2 separate regions of the Bos taurus genome follow, and region 2 is linked to region 1. The links are chromatin contacts, called in public Hi-C maps. All regions are on one chromosome and are shown on one strand. The core of a region is the stretch at or near the end of the contact, and the rest is flanking DNA. Distances in the headings are between cores, read along the strand shown.

Region 1 (5,384 bases), core at 1,005-3,504:
AATCTGTTAGCTTCCCCAAGCCTTATTATTAAAACTCCCTCCAACTGTAAGAAAGGGCATGGTGTAATAGTCTTGCTGCCATGTGACTTCTCCTAAGAGTGGAAATATTTAGAATACTTGAAACATATGAACAGTAAACTAGGCAAGGGTTTAGATCAGGAGTGATGGAGCAGTAAATACACTTTAGAATATAATGACTGGAAAACACGAAACATTTTCCTCTATGCTTCAGATTCCAGAGTCATTGACTTTTACCCTCTCCTGCGATTTGGATTATGGCTCATGTAACTTAAGATAATATTTGTATAGCATTTATAGTTTATATGCACTTCTCTTATTTCTTGTCTCATTTGGTTTTCTCAGTAATCTTGTAAAGTTACTTCAGTTTTACATATCAAGAAATAGGCTTAGAGAGGTTGTGGTTTATCTCAGGCTACATAGCTGATGTAGCAGTCTCCAAAATTTAAACCCAAGTAATCTGATTCCTGTCCTTCTTTTCAGTATAATTCATGCTTCTCCCCAGCCAGGTTATTAAGAGAAGTCAGATTTCTGCCCATTTCCAGGCTGCAGCTTCAGGCAGAGACACCAAGACGACTCCAGAACATTTGTTGAGTTATTCTCTTAAGATTACAGTGTTGAATTGCATGGTCTCGTATTTGAATAAAGAAGCCTGAAATCTATATAGTTATATTAAGATTCTGATAAGATCTTTTGCCTGTTGAATCAGTATCAGCTGATAAATATGTTGATCATGCTTTGCCAACAGTATTACCTTGTATAGTTGTGAATTCTCTCCCATCACCTAAATATGCCCAAGACACCTGCCTGCCATCTCCTGTTCCATCATTCTGTAGTCCCTGTGGTCTTTTCCTGTCTCTTGTCTTCTCTCCCCACCTACCCCCTTTTTCCACTCTTGCCTTTCCCCACTCTCTCCCTTGTGTCAGTCACACACACAAACACACACACATATCCTAATTATGACATTGGAGTTTGGACAAGAGAGATGGTCATTAAATTCTCTTTATGAGAAAGTAAAGAATAGTATATATATTTTTTACTTTCTCAAGTTGAGCATTAACATATCTGCCTATGAATACAGTAGACTTTCTGTGACTCAACCCAGGGACCTAATTACTGTGTCTAATATTGTGACTATTGGGATTTTTTACTTGATTCAGACAACTGCCACACTCAGAATACAGAATGCCACATTTGTAAACTGGAAGATTGCCAGGGCCATGAAGATGTGAATAGTGTCTCCTGAAATATTGAGATTGCCCAGATCTTTTTGTGTATAATAGTAACAGTGAAGACTAGCAACCAGCATACTGTGTGGGTCAAAGCTGACCTCCAGGCCACCCCGTTCTTCTCTAGAATACATTTAAAGATGGCAGGACATCCAGCTTTTCATTTTCTGTAGTTTTACTGATGCTTCCCTAGCCAGTGTGTGTACTTGTTGGGATGGGAACCAATTGTAGCTCTTAATCCTAGAGTTCATCTCCCACCTTAGCACACCTTAGCCACTCCCATTCATTTTAGGAACTGCTCCCTGGCTGGAAGGTGGAGACATTAGGGTGTGATAACCCTTTAGTCCTCTGGTGGCTCAGAGGTAAAGTGTCTGCCTGCCATGTTGGAGACCTGGGTTAGATCCCTGGGTCGGGAAGATCCCCTGGAGAAGGAAATGGCAACCCACTCCAGTACTCTTGACTAGAAAATCCTGTGGACGGAGGAGCCTGGTGGGCTGCTGTCCATAGGGTCGCAAAGAGTCGGACATGACTGAGCGACTTCACTCATTCAACCCTTCAGTATTCCAGAAACAGGAGCTTGTTTCCTTATTACCTCATGTAATCAAGCCAGCTAAAGCTTAGCTTGAAATAGAGGATGTATAATGGCAACCCACTCCAGTACTCTTGCCTGGAAAATCCCATGGACGGAGGAGCCTGGTAGGCTGCAGTCATGGGGTCACAAAGAGTCGGACACAACTGAGCGACTTCACTTTCACTTTTCACTTTCATGCATTGGAGAAGGAAATGGCGACCCACTCCAGTGTTCTTGCCTGGAGAATCCCAGGGACGGCGGAGCCTGGTGGGCTGCCGTCTATGGGGTCTATGGGGTCGCACAGAGTCGGACACAACTGAAACGACTTAGCAGCAGCAGCAACCTTGGGGAAAAGCATGTTGACTTAGGTTTGTGCTTAATAAGAGCACCACCTGCTGGCCTCGAAGAGCTCTGCTCTTTTGAGAGAGCTTGCCAAGACAACTAGCTGTATCCATGAGGCTATTGCAGCTTACCAGCAGGAGGAGGAAGTGAGCGTGACTGAACACCATGAGAAAGTGTGCTTGAGAAAATGGTGGATCATGGAATGTCAGACTCTGGCGGGCCTGAAGCTAAAGTATTCTTTTTGTTTGAGGAAATGGCAAACTAAGGTAATGTTTCTTGTCATTGACCTGGTTAAGGATCTGTACCCTCCTGCCTGGTTAATACCACTTTAATGGCCATTGCCTATGCAGGTGTGAACTCTTTCTTTGCTTACTTTCAGGTCCTCTGTGTCTATTTTCAGAATTGTAGCTCTGTGTGGATCCCAGGTGTTATTACTCAGAGCAGGAACTCAGACTAGCAGTTCCTAAGAGATCATTTTTGTTCACTGATTTTGGGGAATTTAACTGAGTCTCTCTTCACTTTTATATGAAAGCTGCTAAAACACAGCAAACTTCTAGCAATGTATAGTAGCCTGAGTCCCATAAACAGTTATCCCTAACAGCTTATTCAGTGGGTTTTATAGGGGAAGTTGCTCTTGATTCTGCTTAATACCCAACTCCAGAGCACAAGGTAATGGTTTACACTTGTGCCAGTTTTTACTTCTGAGCATTTAAAATGGGGGTGGGGTAAGGGTTAGGAGTGGAGTTTTAGTTGAAAAGTCATTAATTAAACGTGTTAGAGTTGAGAGGCACAGTAGTCATCTAGTCTAGCAATAACATACATTTTTTTCTCTCTTGTGCTTAGTGAGATTGATTTATAATTAGATTAATTAACTAATTATTTGAGACAGGTCTAAGGTCTTGGGGTACAACAGCGAGTACTGCCAGGAGCCTGTGCCTGCAGCAGACAGAAGAGGTGAGAGAGTTAGAGCATGTGTGCTGGGGTATCTCCAGCCCTGATCAGATCTTGCTGCCTCATTTTACAGATGAAGATGCTGAGGCCCAGCCAAGTGATTTGTTCTTGTTCTATCCTCCTACTCAGTGATGGAACCAGGCCCTGTGTCCAGGACTGCTTATTTGCACTATAAAAGAGTGGGAGGAATAAAATCACTATGCTTTTGTGGTCCCATTAAACAGCCTATGCAGACTTCCCTCATGGTCCAGTGGTTAAGACTGCACACTCCCAATGCAGGGGGCATGGGTTCGATCCCTGGTTGGAGAAGATCCCACATGCCATGTGGTACAGCCCCCAAAAAGACCAAATAAGAAAAACCAGCCTTTGCCAAGTGAGAGTAACTCTTTTGCTGATGCAGGGGATGTCCTGGGATATAGAAGAGGTGTTCCCCCACTTCTTGAGCCTTCTTTATACCTTTGAACTCAGCCCAACTTTCAGAATTTCTGTAGACAGTGCTTTATTTCCAGTACACCCTTTTCCCCAACCACTCTGAGCAAAGAAGTTTTAATTAATTAAAATTCCCCTAAATTTAATTCAATTTGATTAATACTTCTAAACTCAATTCTTATGTGGGAGATTTAAAAAAAAAAAATTTTTTTTTTTTTTTTTTTAACATTTGACCTTTGGGGTGTGGGATAATCAAGCCATTTTATTGAGGGGCTTGGGCGGGCTCTAAGGGCTAGGAGTACAGTGAGCTCTGATATCCTTGGCCTGGCTGAAAGCTGATTGATCATTTATTTTAAGGGTTACGATAGGTGAATTTGTTTTTAAATGTGTAAAAGAAAGAATGATTATGGAAAAAAATTCACAAGAGCACTGTTCCCAGAGATGTGTCTTATTCTTTGAAGAGTCATAAAATACATAGTCTGTGCTATAGGAAAGAGTTAAGTTTTGCTACACTGCAGAACTCTTTTGAAAAATATTGTATACTCTCCACTTCCTTGGGAATAATTTGAGAACTATCAGATTCCACCTCAGAATTAAACTGCTCCATTCTCTGGGTTTTCCTGGTGTCTCAGATGGTAAAGAATTTGCCTGCAGTGCAAGAGATCCAGGTTTGATCCCTGGGTTGGGAAGGTCCCCTGGAGAGTGCCATGGACAGAGGAGCCTGGCGGGCTGTAGTCTATGGGATCACAAAGAGTTGCACATGACTGAGCAGCTAACACACTTAAGCATTAATTCTTTGGGCCAAAGAATAATTTCATGGTGTAGTGGCTAAGAGTATGAGTTTTAGGATTTTACAGACTTGAGTTTGAATGTTACTTGTTCCTTTCTGATCCCTAAAGGAGGAAATGGCAACCCAGTCCAGTATTCTTGCCTAGAAAATGCCATGAGCTGAGAGGAGCCTGACAGGCTGAAGTCAGTGGGGTCTCAAAGAGTCAGACACAGCTGAGCTTGCACAGTGTTAGTTACTAAACTGTGTAACCTTGACAAGTTAACTCACCTTTCTAAATCTGTTTTCTGTCATTAAAAGGAGCATAGTAATGCATCATGGAATTGTTATGAAGGTGAAGTAATACACAGCACCAGCCACAATATAATGGGTTTTTTAATGTTCACTCACCCCCCTCTTCTTTGCCCCCCGCCCCACTCCTAGTTCAGATTGAGCACATCCTCTACTCTCCCTGGGAGCCAGAACCCCATTAATGTTTGAAGTGAAGTGAAATCGCTCAGTCATGTCCGACTCTTTGTGACCCCATGGACTGTAGCCTACCACACTCCTCCATCCATGGGATTTTCCAGGCAAGAGTACTGGAGTGCATTGCCCTTTCCTTCTCCAGAGCATCTTCCCGACCCAGGGAACAAACTCGGGTCTCTGGCGTTTTAGGCAGACACTTTACCATCTGAGCCAGCAGGGAAGTCCTCCAAGTACATTAAATATAATAAATATTAAGTAGTTCTAGAAAAAGAAGGCATTCCAGAGGTTGTAGTGATTTTTGAAAGATGTAAGGCAAGATAACTATAGAGAAAAAAACTAGGAAAAAGGAGCCCAAAGCCCATGCTTTTGAGTAAACTCTTGTCAGGTAGCAGCCGGTAGGGGGACGGTTCTTTGCCCACACTGAAAAAGGACAGAAAACCAGGAATGGGACCTGGGCATTTGGGTGATAGATCTGGACTTGTTCTGAAATACAGCTAGGCTAGATTTTAACCCTTTTCCATAGTGCAGCGATGTTTCATTCTGTGCTGCAGTGCCGAGTATGGACTCAGGGACTGGGACTTCTGAGTACATC
Region 2 (5,384 bases), core at 1,004-3,503, 140 kb before region 1:
CTTCCCTTGTGGTTCAGCTGGTAAAGAATCCTCGTGTAGTGTGGGAGACCTGGATTTGATCCCTGGGTTGGAATGATCCCCTGGAGAAGGGAAAGGCTACCCACTCCAATATTCTGGTCTGGAAAATTCCATGGAATATATAGGCCATGGGGTCACAAAGAGTTGAACACGACTGAGCGACTTTAACTTTCACTTGGGTCTTTGTTGCTGTGAGAGGACTTTCTCTAGTCTTAACAACTCTCTAGGTGCTATGCTCTGGCTTCTCATTGAGAGTGGCTTCTCTTGTGGAACATGAGTGCTGGGAAGCAAGGGCTTCAGTAGTGTGGCTCATGGGCTTAGTTGTTTCACAGCATGTGGAATCTTCCTGGACCAGGGATCAAACTTGTGTCTTCTGCATTGGCAGGTGAATTTTTAACCACTGGACCATCAGACAAGTCCAGTTTTGGCTTCATTTTGGACATTCATTTAGCAACAGTAAATTCTAATTCCCTCATTACTAAATGAAGATAATAATACTGACTGTTTAAGAAATGATGAGTTATTGAATTTGTGGCAATTACAAGAAATGTAGAAGCCTTCCCATAGGGCAGTACCAAACATTTGAGAATGAAAGGGAAATGGACAATTAACTGTAATTGGACTAGATCACAAATTTTCATTTTTCTTGACCTTTTTCCCTGTCTTGAGACATTTGGGATAGAGATTGTAAGTCTGTCACTTTGAATCTTTGTCTCCTACTTGGTTCCCTTAACCTCTTCTCTTAGTTTTGTTTTGGAGTACTTGTTTTGTTACCTCATTCTAGTTATGCCATAAAGAACACCTAATTTTAGCATTCCTGGAGGAGTCTATACAAGCTTCCCAAAAGGGCCAGAAGAGAGTTGAATGGAAAGCATAAAGCGCTAAAATTTTGTTGATCTCTTACTACTTCTTTGCTTTGAATTATTAACTATTTAAAATATCAATGAATAGAAGGGTTTTTTGTTTTTTTTTTTTTTTGCCAGCACATAGCTTATGATGGTGACTTAGTATTTTTTTCCAGAGGTATTACAGTGTTTAGCATCCAGTAGACACTCAGTAAATGTTTATGAATGATTGGTAATTAGTAATAAGACTTGAAGGGGATACCTAGTTTTATTGAAAAATCAAAGAAAGTTATTCAGGGCAGGAATACAACTGTTACTGTTGTCATGTTATAAAAATTGAATGCCCTAGCCTAAATGTTACCAGCAAGATTACATTTGGATATTGTTGCCATGGAGATTCTAGGGCGTGTGAGTTTTCCCTCCTCTACACAGAAGGATTTTTTTTCTTCTTTAAAAAAAAATGTATTTCTTTGGCTGCACTGGGTTTTGGTGCAGTGAGCCAGGTCACTGATCTTTAGTCGCGACATGTGGCATCTAGTGCCATGACCAGGGCTGGAGCCCAGGCCTCCTGCACTGGGGCACGAAGTCTTATCCACCGTGCCACCAGGGAAGTCCCGGATTTTCTTCTTCTTTATACCACAAAAGATATAGGTTCATTATTTTGTTTCTTTTGTTCTACTGGTTCAAGTTAGAGCTAGATCATTTGAGACAAATTTTGTTAGATAAATGTGTCTAAATTTGATTGTGAGAATTAATTTGGAATATGGCTGAAAATACTGATTATGTTCTTTTTGTCTGATTCAGAAATGAAAAAGTTTGCTGTTAAGAAAATTATGTATGATTTCTTAGTAAATGAGTGAGAGAGATAAAACTGGGACTTTAGCATTTCCTGAATTCCTGTCATGTTTTCTCAGTAGTTTATGGTCTCATTTATAATTTTGTACCCACAACAGTTTTTACATTAGATGTTTTCAGGTTTCATCATCTGTATAAGGGGACTGTATTTAGGTATTCATATTTATCTATAAATGATCTAAAGCAGTGCTTCTAAAATACTCTCAAGGTCTGGGGTTGTCCAGAGCAGCTTGTCACAAAAAGGGCATCTCTCTGAAGGACTCATTCTCTGTCTTGAAAAAATGAGAATTTCACTCTATAAATACAATTGTGTTTATTTTAACAAGAGTATGTCTGATTTTACAACAGTCTTTGATTAAATCACCACTCCAGCAATATGTCTCCTGCCTATTGAGTGGCTTCAGTTACTTCCTAGTCCATAGCTGTAGGCTCCGCACTGCCCCTGAGAACCCAGTTCAGGCATCCAGGATCAGTGAATTAAAAAGTGATGTTTCTTTCCAAGAATGGTGTGCCTCTCTGTTGGAGGGAACAGGTGTGGTGTGCTGTTTCTGTAATCCCTAGGTTTGCTGTGCCAGCAGAGCAGGACTCCAGAAGTTGCATCTAACTTTAGACTCAGCAACTCACTTAAAAAAACTTTTTTTTTTTTTTAAATGTCTTTTGCCTTGTACACATGTTGCCCCCTTTTCTCTTTGAATATTTTTTTTCTCCTTCTGACTTTGTAATCAGGCCCTCCACAACTTGGCTGCTCACAGCTGCCTTGAAGTTCTGCATGTTTACCTTTATGAATCATTTGGAAAAGAAGCCAGGCAATCTCTTGGTAACTTTGGGGCACATTCTGACATTTATTATGTGATACAATGTGTTAGATTCTAGGCAGATTGCTACATTTGATGTTGGCTTATGTGCAAAATTAGTGTATTAAAATATATATTATGTTATGTTTGGTCAACAAACTTCTTTGGTTAATTCTTTGAGAATTTAAGAATGTTCTTTGATGAAGTTCAAATAATTAGAATTAAGTATAATTTACCTAACTAATCAGTTAATTTAATCAGTAATTTGTTTTACTTGTTTAATTTAACTCCTTGAGAAACTTTATTAAAATATTCTTGTAAAGTTCTGGTTAGACTGCATGTATTAGAAATTGGTGTTTGTGTAGCCACTTTGAAATCTGGTACTGCAGAGGAGAAAACCATCCATCTTTTGTTAAGTCTTAACATAGCTGATGGCCTTGGGAGAACATGACTTGTTTCTTTAAGTGATACAGTTGCATACATTTGCATTTTAGTACTGTCTTCCTCAATATCCCCCAATAAATTATTTCCTGATTTAGGAGTGTGTTCAGGGTTAACCTGTGACTTGATTTAGGAGTGTGTTCAGGGTTAACCTGTGACTTTAGTTACTATTCTCATTCCATGGAATGTTCCCAACTCCATGGACTGTAGCCTGGTGGGCTCCTCCATCCATGGAATTTTCCAGGCAAGAATACTGGAGTGGATTGCCATTTCCTTCTCCAAGGGATGTTCCCTGCATCGACCCAGGGATCAAACCTGCATCTCCCACACTAAGGCAGACTCTTTACTGTCTGAGCCACCAGGGAAGCCACTGTTCTCATTACTCATGGTTAAATCATGAGGCTGCCTATGATTAGTATTTGTTCTCAATGAGTTATTGGATCACTTCTGTGGTGAGATGGTAAGATAATATCTTTGTGTAAATTCCAGAGTCTATATCTTTAGTATGAAGAAGAAAATTATCTTGTTTTTAGATGGGATTGAAAGTAAGGAATAGCATGCGTTCTTATAATACTTTGTCACTGACAGGTTTTTCAAATGCCTTAAGTTGCTTAATCTTACTGCAAATTTGTTGCTATTGGGCTGAGTACATAAGAGTATATGATATTCTGGATTAGCTGAGACCTTCATTTAATGAAAACAATCTTTGAGGTCTATAGTCATTGTAATTAATGTGAGGATTTTCTCTTACTTACCTTTGGCCAAATCTTGATACTTGTCAAACTGAACTGGTAGTATTGTTCAGGCTTACCTGCATCATGTTTGTACTTCTTATTCGCCAGTTGGTGAGTAGCATGTTTCCGGTGGGAAGCTATAATTCTGGAATGCAGGTGATGTGGTGGGGAAAGTGAGAATTGGAGACTGACGCACGGATTCCAGTCTGTGTTCCAGCTTTGGCTTTGGGCAGTCTCCTTGCTATTTTTTCTTGGCTTTCTGATAATAAAATCTGGAGGTTGAACTAGATGGCCTTCCAAATTCCTTTTGATATCCAAAATTCTTTAAATTTCCCAGTTTTGGTTCAGTTTATCTTGGCTTTCTACTTAATATTTAGCTTGCTGAATATTAACATGAGAGCATGCACTACTTTCAGTTTAAAGATGTTTCTTTCATGATATAATTTTAATATTTTAAATAGTTTGATATGTTCATTTCTTTGATATCTGGACTAAGTTTCTGGGATGCAATGGCAAATAACAGAAATGGTGTTGGGGGTTCCCTGTTCTTTTGAAACTAGATGGTTTAGGCTTTAGGACTTTCTCCTGAATTATTTTAATAATTGCTTTTTTTTTTTTTTTAAGTACAAAACAAAATAACCCCTTGTCCTTTGAGATTAGTTTGCCATTTGAAATACTGAATTTTAAAACAATTGATTTTAATTTTGGCTGTGCCGGGTCTTGGTTGCTTTGCGTGGGCTTTCTCTAATTGTGGCGCGTGGGAGATACTCTTCAGTGTGGCGCAGGGGCTTCTTGTTGCGGTGGCTTCTGTTTTTGCGGTGCGCAGGCTCTGGGGCACTTGGGCTTCAGTAGTTGTGGTGCATGGGCTTAGTTGCTTGATGACATATGGAATTTCCGCAAAGCAGGGATTGAACCTGTGTCCCCTGTATTGGCAGGTGGATTCTTAACCACTGGACCATCAGGGAAGTCTGGGAATTCCTTTATTACTGTTTTCTTGAAGGGAAGATAAGTTAGAGGTGGATTGAAGGAGAGGAATGAACAAAGATTGGTGGTGAGGAGGGATGGTCCTTTTTTACACGGCAGAAATAACACATAGATAAAGAATGGATGGGTAAGGAGTTGTATATAAGAGGGAAGTTATGTAAAAATATAAATAAAGCATTATAATACAAATACTCTAAAATATGAGAAAGTTATAATTATGTTTTTGACTTTAGGTATAGGCAACCTAGTGCAAATTGGTGTAATATGTTTGTTGTTACATTGGTCTCATGTAGCTGGAAGTCCAGTAGTCTTGCAAATGTCAGGATTGTTCAATATAATCATTTAATGCTGTCCCCAAGAACCACGGTTCTAGCCAACTCTCCATTCTGCGCTCTTTGATGTTGGTGGCATCTTCAGAGTTGATGTAAAGTGACTGGAGTGGTTTGAAGTGTCATGTTCAGCATTACCTGAAGAGGGGCTGTTTCTTCCTCCTCTCATTTTAGGATGGAAGCAGCTTTTCTCACAATCCTGTATTCCAGTGGGCTTCCACTCATGTCCCATTGGCCAGGATTACATTTCTTGCTCATTGCCAACCAATCTCTGGTAAAGAGAATGGGTTAAAACTAATTTCACTGAGATAGAGTGGATATTGGAGGAGAGCCAACCACAATGAGTATTTCAAGAATGATTTGAAAAATGAGTAGTATATGTGT

The links. Hi-C and Micro-C count contacts between places; a contact is called where the count stands out from the background.
Region 2: a Hi-C map of skeletal muscle shows a contact between it and region 1, with 2.0 times the contacts expected there. The contact joins two enhancer-like sites. A contact is called at or near these places in 4 of 11 Hi-C or Micro-C datasets (blood, skeletal muscle, skin fibroblasts and 1 more).

The regions. Positions count from the first base shown.
Region 1 is chr19:46,019,156-46,024,539 of ARS-UCD2.0, reverse strand. The region is part of intron 7 of KANSL1 (KAT8 regulatory NSL complex subunit 1); the gene reads left to right. Among named protein-coding and RNA genes, the nearest start is that of MAPT, 68 kb to the right of the region's middle. Within about 2 kb of position 2,254, at least 17 of the 102 cell types and tissues checked have an H3K27ac peak or open chromatin away from gene starts, as enhancers often do. A contact at or near this core is called in skeletal muscle, where this site is marked.
Region 2 is chr19:46,155,925-46,161,308 of ARS-UCD2.0, reverse strand. The region is part of intron 2 of KANSL1 (KAT8 regulatory NSL complex subunit 1); the gene reads left to right. Among named protein-coding and RNA genes, the nearest start is that of KANSL1, 21 kb to the left of the region's middle. Within about 2 kb of position 2,253, at least 5 of the 102 cell types and tissues checked have an H3K27ac peak or open chromatin away from gene starts, as enhancers often do. A contact at or near this core is called in skeletal muscle, where this site is marked.